2 separate regions of the Rattus norvegicus genome follow, and region 2 is linked to region 1. A link is a contact called in public Hi-C data. All regions are on one chromosome and are shown on one strand. The core of a region is the stretch at or near the end of the contact, and the rest is flanking DNA. Distances in the headings are between cores, read along the strand shown.

Evidence for each region. A called contact is a pair of places that touch in the nucleus more often than the background predicts.
Region 2: a Hi-C map of Schwann cells shows a contact between it and region 1, with 4 times the contacts expected there. The contact joins the promoter of Insyn1 here to the enhancer-like site in region 1. A contact is called at or near these places in 1 of 12 Hi-C or Micro-C datasets (Schwann cells) and 1 of 1 datasets of contacts at active chromatin or transcription factors (oligodendrocytes).

What each region holds. Positions count from the first base shown.
Region 1 is chr8:67,739,624-67,745,258 of GRCr8, reverse strand. No RefSeq gene overlaps it. Among named protein-coding and RNA genes, the nearest start is that of Insyn1, 58 kb to the left of the region's middle. Within about 2 kb of position 3,753, at least 25 of the 93 cell types and tissues checked have an H3K27ac peak or open chromatin away from gene starts, as enhancers often do. A contact at or near this core is called in Schwann cells, where this site is marked.
Region 2 is chr8:67,797,686-67,802,799 of GRCr8, reverse strand. It overlaps Insyn1 (inhibitory synaptic factor 1), which reads right to left and starts at 2,811. Exons shown (of 3, transcript NM_001113791.1): 1 at 2,792-2,811; 2 at 1,658-2,378. The coding sequence starts at 1,813.

The DNA of each region.
Region 1 (5,635 bases), core at 2,504-5,003:
TTGGGGTGGGGGGAAGGTGGTCACAGTGCCTCCTGTCTCCTAGAAGGGTTATTTGGAGACCTGCAATTTAGAAGCACAATGAAACTACTGATGGGAGATGACCTCATCCAGGAAGGAGAGGCTCCACACGGCTGCTCCTCCTGCCCACAGATAGCAAGAATCCCTCCTCTCCTTCCTGGAAGAGAATATCTTGGCTCATGCACCCAAACTCAAAGTCTTAGGGCATACTGGGCATGTTGGCAGAATTTACGCTACTCCCCATATTTTGCTATCCCCATTTCCCACTTAGTTTTCTAGATTGCAAAATGGCCAGTTAAAAGACTACATTTTCCAGGATCCTGTCCAGATAGGTCGGTCACCAATGACATTGTAGGTTGTATTTTCAAGGAGATGTTGTAGGGAGGATTTGAGGGGAATTCCTCTTAGGAGAAATATGTGCAGATGACATTATTATTATTTTAAGATGTATTCATTTATTTTATATACATGAGCACACTGTAATCTGTCTTCAGACACACCAGAAGAGGTCATCTGATTCCATTACAGATGGTCGTGAGCCACCATGTGGTTGCTGGGATTTGAACTCAGGACCTCTGGAAGAGCAGCCAGTGCTCTTAACCACTGAGCCATCTCTCCAGCCACTGACATATTATTATTTTTTCATGTTTTTATTTCTGCTTCTTGTCCTGGATATTACTGTGGTGGTTGGAGCTTATATAAACATCTTGGGGCCCTGAGGTTGAAAGTTGAAAGTGAGGTTATCATTCTAGACATCTCTGTAGAGGGAACCTGAATCCTTGATAAGCATATTGCTGTGGGCTATTTGTCTCTAGATTTGTTTTGTTTGCTTTTGTTTTTGAGACTGCGTTTCTCTGTTTAGTCCTAGCTGTCTTGGAACTAGCTAGCCTAGAACTCAGAGATCTTCCTGCCTTGCCTCCCAAGTGCTGTGCTTAAAGGTATGAACTACCATGCCTGACATAGATCTGCTTTTGTTTTTGTTTTCCTTCCTTCCTTCCTTCCTTCCTTCCTTCCTTCCTTCCTTTTTGGTTTTAGAATAAACTTTTTATATGATCACATCACTGCAGCTAGGTTCTGTCACTAGCTAATTTACTCAAATCCTAGCAAGTGCCCCGACCTTTTGAGAATGTGGAAGATGGGTCTGCAGCCCCTATATATGCACTATATGTGGACGGACACTCTGCTTTGCATATGATTTTAGTGTGGAGAAGGCTGGTCATCTCTGAGTAAGGAGATTTCACCAATGTCTTAGTCGGCAGCCCAAGCCTGGGTCACTATTGCTTACTGCTTTGGGGACTCTGGGAGCAAACCCATGACCTGACATGTGGTGTCTGCTTTATTGACAGCCTTTTGCTTTTATTACTGTTAAATTAAAATTCTGCACTGCATAATAGAAAAGATAGTAGACTGTGTCCTTGCCAAGTCGTGGGGGACACTGGATTCCCACAGACTGACTTGTCATCAATATGGATGATGCCTCTCTGGGCTTTAGAGATGGCTGAGCAGAGGCATTCTGTACAGAGGGAGGACGGACAGGAGGACATGGAGAGGACTCCCTGGAGGCGGGAGGAGCCATAAGTCCAGAGTTGTGGACTTAGTGCAGTGAGCTTTGAGAGACGCTGTGGAGGGCAATGGCACTAGTGGGGAGGCTAAGGGCAATTTACCTGCTTCCCATAGGAGGCTGGACAGAAGGCTTGGCCTCATCTGAAGATGAAGGGACCACAGCATATCAGACCCTAACAGGAGATAGAGTGTAAATTCAAAATCTTTTCCTCTTGAGAACAGAAAAACCTTATCTGTGGCGACTACCCAGAAGGATCTGAGACAGAGACCTCAGGGCCACTTCCGGGGCCAGGGTACCATCTGGTGTATCATATAGATGTATCACATAGATGTATCATATAGCTGTATCATCTGATGTATCATATAGATGTATCACATAGCTGTATCATATAGATACATATATCTCTATATGAGTTTGTGTCTGTGAGGCTGTGTAGAAGTCATCCATGTTGTTCTCTGTCCCTGCCTCTCAGAAGAGCATGAGGCTTTGAACTCAGTCTTCAGGCCTCACTCTGCCAGGAGTTCCCCTGACTGTGTGCCTGAACCCCTACCAGATCCCCAAGCTCTGTGGCTACCAGAGATGTCAGGGATTGAGGCTGCAGAGGACAAGTGATTGGTACTATCTCTTCCTGCCTCAAGGAGAAATTGCTCTGATGCTGCCAAGGGTCCCTCCTCCCATGGTCAACCACTCTGAAACCCCTCCTCCCCCTCTTCCTGTTACCTGTCTTCCACCCCCACCCACCTCCAATTCCCACAGTGACAGAGGTCAGGGAGATATAAACAACCCACGGTTTCCAATTAATTTTTAATTGCCACTTGAAATTCTTAATTGCAGCTGAAACACTATCTGTAATGGAGGCCTGGGGTAGGGGTAGGGTGGGGGTGACCCAGTTAGAGGTGCTGAGCCAGTAGGGGAGGACCAGAAGGCAGCCTGACAAGTGACCCTAGGAGCCCCTAGAGTAGTGCCTCTACCTCTCAGGGGCCAGAGGCCTAGGCTCCAGCCTGTTCCCTGGGCAGGAAGTCTATAGCAGCACCATCTGTTTGTGTCTTATTACAGTAATCGAGGGTCCTAACAAGACAGTGCTGCAAGGTCTCCTTGGCCAATTAGAACCCTTGCCTGGAGCTGGGGTCAGAGTGGCCAGAGTGGCCCTAGGAGCTTCCTGGGAACCCTTATAGGAGATCTGAGCACTTCCCACAGATCCTCAGCCTTACACAGGAGGTCCAGGCTTCTGGAGAAGCCTTGAGGTGATGCCACGGTTGGAAGAAGGATGAGCAACTGTCTAGTCTTCAGGACTGAAGAACTTCCTGTGTCATGGCATTTCTGGAGCTAAGGCCAAGGAAAGGCCCAGTAAGCCAAGCCAACCAGTTTAGGTCAGCTGGCTCCTTGACACACAATCGGTTTTGGGGAGTGAGGAACTGTACTGCCCTGAGGCTCTTCAGCCTGACTAGAGATCTGACCACAGGAGAAGCTGCTATTCTTCTTGTCCACACTGCCCTCAGCCTGGGCTTCCCCAACTAGACTTGCTGTTGGTCTGCTCAGTCATTCTACTCCCAGTTGCACAGATGATTTCCTTGTCCCACATGGCATAAGGCCTGAGCTGGGCCTCAGTTTCCCCTTCCTCTAGCCTAGTGGTAGCCTGGTTCACCTAGTGATGTGGGCAGGGCAAGGATCTATTTGAATCAGGAAAGAACTAAGAATAGACAACCTGTCCAGAAGTGGAAAGACCTGGCCTAGCTACTGGCTGGGGTGAGGCGAATCATTCACATGAATTGTTGGAAGCAAGGCCTGCTGTAGCCCTCCGTCTGCCTTCCTCTTCCAGACATGCATTTGCAAACTTTTGGTTAAGACAGCTGGTTCACCATAGGCGACAGTACCTGAGTCTTGACAGCTAGTGACAACAGAAGCCTGTGCAGAACAGCTTGAACATCTGCTGGAGTTGCAGGGCAGGTGGAGTGGGGGCTGGGGTCATGGCGAGAGGCAGGGGCTGTGGCTGTAGTCAGGAGAGAATCTGGCCAGGCTTAGGGCTTGGAAAAGCAGGGGGACTTGAGGAGAATGGGCTTTCCTGGGGAGCTGGGGAGCATTCTGTGGGTGAGCCTCTGTTAAATGAATGAGTGGAGGAATTTATGAGCAAACAGAAGCCAGAGTTGGATTACTAAGCAGAGTTTAGTAAGCTACTAGGCATAGTCACTATTCTGCCTCTTAGAGCTCTTAGGAACAGATCACAGCTAAATGCCTCTTTCCCCTAGAAGCTGCCATCCCTCCAGCGACATGATGACTCTAACCTCTTGCTTGGATCCCCTCTGGCAGATTCCCTAACGACCACCAGTCAGCAATACGGTGGCCTCAGAGGTCTGAATTCCAATGCTGTCCAACAGAACAGCCTTGAGTGAGGTGGAGAGATAGGGCTGAGCGACAAAAGGACTGACTTCCGCTCCTGCCTGGGCAGTTGGAACCCAAGTCTCTCTAGATTAACAGAGTCCTGTCACCGAGCCCAAAGCATGAGCAACTCCCTGTCCTGCCCCCTGGGCACAGGCTGCTCTGGCTTTCTGCTCTGGCTGTGATTCTTTTGTCAGAGCAGTGTGGCTGCATGCCCCTGCTTGCCTGCTCTTAGTCCTCCCTCTGTAAGACTCCTCCCTCTCTCCCTCTTCCCCCACTTCCTTGGATGTAAGGATCTCGTGAGTCACTCCACTTTGAGCTGCCAGATGCCAGATGCAGTTGGACTCAGAGAGGAAGCCAATTTTCCCCCGTTATTTAAATGGAGCCCTGGGCTAATGGAAGCCCCTGTCCCTACCATCCCTGCATTTTTCAGTAGGGTGGGAAAAGCTGACTGCTCTGCACCTCCCAGGCTCTGTCTGGCTGCCCTCCGGCCCCTGAGCTTGGCAAGCTTGTCTTGCTGCCAGGAGACATGGCACCGGTCAGCTCACTGCAGCCCAGGGCATGCTCAGAGAGGACTCCCATCACCAGGCCATCAAAGCACTTATGATCAAAGCCCAGGTTAATCCCCAGGGCATCATCCAAGGAGTTTTCAGGAAGCGATTCCTCGGTCCCTAGCGCTGTGCTGGTGTTGTGGGGGAGACAGAAAAAAAAATCCCTGTCTTCAAGGAATCATCTGTTTAGAGAGAGAAAAAATTTCATACAAAATAGTGGTTCCTGTTTCTCTTCTTGGATCTCCTTCCAGACACGACCTCATTTAATTATCACAGCTCCTCCATGTGAGGGAAACTCTGAGGCGTGAGGCTCTGAGAGATTGACTCATCCAGGGTCAGGTCTGTGGTAGGGGGCTGAGTACTATCCCGAGGCCATCAGAATACAAAATTTCCCTGAGTCTTCAAACGGTGTATGGAGGAGACAGAGACAACTCCTAAAAAGGGAGCCCAACAACCTCTCTCCCTGCCTTCCTCCAGAGATGTGGCCTCTAGGCTCTCCTGGAGCTCCTGCTTCAGCCTCCCTTGAGCTGAGTTTACAGCTGTACACCACTGTGCTAAGCATTGTATGGAATTCCTACCAGCCAGTTCTGGCCATGTTGAGAGAGAAGACACAGCAGAGGAAAGCGAAGGCGCCGCCACACTCTCATCGTTGGGCTCATGGGCAGCCTCATGTGCTCAGACATCTTTTTCTGCTGGCTGACTGGCACCTCAAGGCTGACAATCAGGAGCCATCCATCTGTATCCTTGGCTCCAACACGGAAGTTGGCACGTAGATGCCCAGAGAAACTGCACTGGAAAACTTATCACGTGATGACCACCCAGCCCAGGCCTTGGCAGTCCAAGGTTGAATGCGGGGTTCTGGGCTAGCATCAGACAGCTCCAGGTCTTCATTTTGGATAGAGAATGAGAGGGGTATGCCACCTGGTCTCTGGCTTGTGAAATTTGGGGTCTCCTGCTTTGATCACTTGATCACTTATCTCTAGAGTGAAGTGATTGCAGGCTGCCAAGCGTTTGAGGGAAATAGTCTGCTCTGGAAAGACACATTTCCCCCCATAAACTTGCATTGCGATTTTTGACCGTCTCCTATAAAGGAAGAGAGGCGTCTTTTAGTTTATGTTTACAACTG
Region 2 (5,114 bases), core at 1,562-4,061, 58 kb before region 1:
CTGGGCAAGCCCCTATTCCTCTCTGGGCCCCAGTTTCTTCAATAGTTAAGTGGATAGGGCTTGTCTGAACTACCTGTGAGATCCCGCCAGGTTCTTTTTTTTTTGGTTCTTTTTTTCGGAGCTGGGGACCGAACCCAGGGCCCCGCCAGGTTCTTGATAACTACGCTGAGGCAGAAGAGGCAGGGGTCTGGAAGATGCCCCACTGGGAGTTGTACAAAGGCTAACCCCCAGGATTATAGAAAATACCAGCTCATGTTGGGGTCCCATGTCCAGGCCTGAGACTGACAGTTTGGATAGTTCCCATGGCCCTGATAAAACTGCAGAACATCCAGAATAAGACAGGCTGGGGGTGGGGAGGGGTTTCCTAATCCTCTGGATTCATGAGGTCAGAGGAAGATTGTTTAGGGGCTGTGGTCTTTGGTGTCCAAATTGTATTATGGAACCCAGAGCCCAGCAGCCCAGCATATGGGCAGGAGCACTACCACCTCTCAGTCCTGTCTCTGGTGAGTTATCTCCTGGCAGGATTCATGAAGCAGACCCTGGACCATTGGCTACACTGCTTTTAAGAGGCCTGACTTCAATTCACAGCTCCCTTCAAACAACCGCTCTCCCTGGCTTGGATTCAGACCATGCTGCAAAGGCATGGCCCAAGGCTTGCCCATTTCCTCAGCTTCCTAGAGCCTCCTTCCCCAAACATAGCTGGTGGGGGAGCTGGAGTCCATAACTCAGAATGATCCATTCTCCCTCTCTCTCTGCAGGGGCCCTGGTTACAATCAGTTGAAAGTTGCCTAAAGCCCACCTGGCTGGTGAAATGGGACCCAGCGGGCAAATTCAGGCCAGCGGCTCAGAATGCTGGTCATGCATTTTAGACTTGAACACAGCCCAGGGGGCAGGGTGGAAGACATGTGTACCTCATTACTCCAGCAATCTGGGAAGCAGTAATTAAACTAGGCTCTGCTTAGAAAGACAGAGAGGCTTTCTCTGTGACTTTTTGGTCCTTGCAAAAAAACACCCAGAAGCATGTCCTGTCGCGGGTTGGGGGTTGGGGTGGGGACTCAGCTCCATTAAAAAGAATTCCATTTTTTCTTCAATGAACAGAAGGACCTCTGATCCTTACCAGCAGCTCCTGGCCACCTTTTGACCCCAGGGCAGGGAGGCTGCAGCTGGTTTTAACTCCTCTCTGCCTTTGGAAATAAGAGTTTGGAATATCTGATCCCTGAAGTAAATCTTTTTGAGCTAGGCCCCAAGCAGTGAGGATTGACTAACAGAGCCATCCACTCTCCTAGAGTCCTTGCTCAGAGTCCAGGAGGCAAACAGTGGGGTCAAGGGGCAGCTTGGGTTTCAGAAGAATGTGTCCCATTAAGAATGGAGTAGGGCAGATTTAGTCCTCATTGAGCACCCTGAGTGCTAACCATAAAGATAGGCTCACTGATAGCTGCTCAGACATTCTCTGCCACACCAAGGCCCCATTACTAGCTCCAGGGATAGGGATTTTAAGCAAAACAGATTTGAGGCAAGGAGAATGGAAAGGGTGGTCCTCAGCGGAACAGCCCATGTGCACATAGCATTGCACACTCAAACACAGGTAAATGCTTTACTGCTGAGCCCAGCCAGGAAGGGTGAGGGTCTGTGTGGCCCCTGTTGGCCTCTCACTCACCTCCCTCAGCTCCTTAGCCACTTCTTTGAGTTCCCTCAGGATGCCTTCAAGTTGCCCGATGACCATCTTCATGCGCTGTCGAATCCGCTCTCTTTCTCCACCACTGTTGGGGTCGTCACTGGGCTGCCCGAGGTCCGGGGCACCCCGAATGTTCATCCTTCACCACGTGGCCGCAAGCCTGCCCATACTCGCCCCAGCGGGGCACACACTTCGTCTGCCTCCACGGAGCCCCCCTCGGACGGGCAGAGCTCCACATCTTAACGGCCCCCCAGCCTACCCTGGCCTTGGGCGGCCCTCACCCAGCCCCTGCTGCCTGCCACTCCACCTACTCGCCTCTGGGTGGGGGATGGAGCACCCAGAGGGAGACAGAATCTGACGGGGGTGGGGGGGTCAAGGTGAGGACACAGGAGGGCAAGGGGAGGGGCCTTGGGCCCAAGAACAGCTTCCAGGACTTGAAGTGCCAATGGTGTACAGAGCTGATCTTTGCCTGAATCTGGATGCGGAGGCAGGGGGATGATTCTGCAAGGACTAAGGGTAAGAGATGCCCTTGGGATGGGGGAAGGCAGCAATCCCCTCGCAACTCCTAGGCAGTTACAAAGGCAGAGGTCTTTAGATGCAGCCGAACCAGCAGAGGGACGGTGATCAGGGTCTTCCAGATGTGGAGGGGGCTCCAGATGTGAACAGCGCTGGAGAGGGAACTGGATTGGAGGAGGGCAGCCCCCTGCAGAAAGAGCGAGCCTGGCGTCAGCTCTCCCAGGCTGCTGCACCAGCCTGCTGCTGCTGCCTCCCTCTTCTCCCTGCCTGCACCCTCCTTCCTAGCTGGAGATTTATTTATTTATTTTGTTTGTGGGGAGGGGTGGTGGAGGCAGATGGTTTTCAGCATGCCCCTCATCTACAGGAAGAGTGGAGGAGCCCCTGTTTTAGAGGCATGAGTCCTCAGCCTCCTCTGGGGCACTCTAGCCGTGCCCCCCCCCCCCCGTCCCCAGGCACCAACCAAGCTTGGCCAGACAGGTTCAGCACAGGGCCTCTCCAGTTCTTCACCCTTCTTTCAATGACCACAGGGTGCCCTCCTACCCAGAGGACCCTTCCTCTCCCAGCCCCGCCTTCCCTCCGAAGCCGAACTCCCCTACTCACCGAGGGTTGGGGCAGAGGCCTTTCCTCTAAGCAATGTCGGGGGCCGAGCCCCAAGACGAGATTGGGGGGCCCCCAAGGCTCCCTAGGGCGGGCTTCTCTTTCTGGACCCTTCGGCTCCTGGCCTCAGGAAGGTCCTCCGATCGGTGACCGGAGACATCTGGGCGGTGGGAGGGGGCGGGGCCTCCGCGCTCCCGGGAAGGGGGCGAAAAAAAAATCTCCCCACCACGCTGGCCAGGCTCCGGGTCGCGAGGGTCCGGCGAGCTCGGGGGCCCCGAGGCCACAGGTGACCCGAGCCGAGGTAACACCAGTCCGGTCCAGGCGACTGAGTCAAAGTCGGAGGGCTGGGGAGGGCGCCGGGATCCCCTCAGCCCACGCCCGGCATTCCCCGGGCTCCACTGGGTTCGCGATTCTCTCTGTCCATTCCAGATCGTCAGGTCTGAGCCCCTCCGGGGTCTGTCCTGCCCCTGCCTTGCTCTGCCCTTCCCGAGCTGGCACTACTAGGCGTCCGGAGTGCACTCAGCCGGGACCCAGAATGTCGGTGCTCCCGCCGGGGTGGCGTCTGGAGCGGCCGTAGAAACCGCTCAGCTCAGCCCGGCAGTCGGCTCCATCAACGTTGGGAAAAGTCCGATTTCTTCGAGTCTCGGGGGAGGGGCCGCGGCCGTGGCCTGGGGGACCGGGTGTCGAACACGGTGGAGATGAGAGCACGAGGTGGGGGGCGGGGGAAGATTAGCACGGCGGGGCTGAGCAGAGGAAGGAAAGGAAAGCAGAAGGGGGCGAGCGAGACGCCAGGGAGGCGATGGAGGAGGCGCGCCGGGCCGGGCCAGGCACACCAGGCGCGCAGCCTCCGCTCGGCTCCACCGCCTCCAGCGCGCTCGCTCACGGCTCCGCGCCTCGCGGCCCGGGGCGCCGAGTGGCTGCCGATGGGGCAAACGAGGCACCGGGGCTGCTCCGGCCTCTCTGCCCAGCCGCTTCGCCCTCGCTCTGCCCTGGCCGTCCGGCTCGGCGGGCCTGGCCTGCTTACCCCGAGCGCCGCCGCGCCCCGCCGGACTGGCCGCCCGGCCGGGCGCAGGCTCCCTCAAAGGCCGCCGGGCTCTCGCGGCTCCGCTCGCCTCGGCGCTGGCAGGGAAGGGGCCGGCCCCGCGCGCCGGGAGGGAGCTTTTAAAGTGACACACACGCCTCCCAGTGCCCGGAGCGGAGCGCGCGAGCCGGGGGGTCTCGCCACCCTAGGGAGCGGGTTGGACTGGACGCCAGCAGGGCTGGAGGAGAGCTAGCCGGCCGTTGCCTGCCGCCCGCTGCACCGGGTGCACAGAGGCCCGGACTTGACTCCAAGTTCCTTCACCTCCTTTTACACAATCCCTTGACCCTCCTCCCCTCACTGTGGTGTGCCCCGGGGTTCCCCTTCTGGCTGTTACCCTCCTCTGCCATCATACCTCAAACTGCCCCAAATCTTGTGTCAGTTCAGTAAAAAGAACACAGCCAACCTTTACTGAACACCTATTGTGTGCCATGCTCAGGATGAGAAGGGCTTGGTGAATACTGGGCTGTTTCTCAGAAGGTTCTGTTCCCCTAGTTCTTCATCTAAGTTTTAAACATCTTTCTTTCTTTCTCTCTTTCTTTCTTTCTTTCTTTCTTTCTTTCTTTCTTTCTTTCTTTCTCCCTTTCTTTCTCCCTTTCTCCCTTTCTTTCTTTCTTTCTTTCTTTCTTTCTTTCTTTCTTTCTTTCTTTCTTTCTTTCTTTCTTTCTTTCTTTCTGGCTCTGTTGAGTAAAAATCGAGGAAAAGTTCCCCATAAGGACATTCTTGAGCAAACTGAAGGGTGGTGCACACAGTTCTAGGAGCTTTGGTAACCTGGCAGGTATGACAAGGATTCCCTCCATCCCCCAATGTTCTTCCCAGGAATTTAACCCTTGAGCTGAATCTTAACTGAGAAGTGGGAGTCCGGGTGACTGCCCTGGGGAAGGGAGGAATCAGCTTTCTAAGAGGGAAGGAAGATGGGTGAAGGAAATTCTCAGGAGAAGATGTGGGAGGTGGGGTGGGACAAGTTTCAGTCAAAGTGGCTCTGTTGATAACATTGGGAAGTCTGTATGAAGTGAAATAGAGGAAGACTGGATTAGGAAACAGGAGGCCAAGGCTAGAACCTCGGGATTTAGACAGTGGTGATGGAACACATCCCTTTAATCCCAGCACTTGGGAGACAGAGGTAGGTGGATCTCTGTGAGCTTGAGGCCAGCCAGGTCTGCTACAGCCTGAGAGCTATTACACAGAGAAACCCTGTCTTAGAAAACAGACAAAACAAAGAAAGCAGCCTGGAATTTCTTTGGCAGA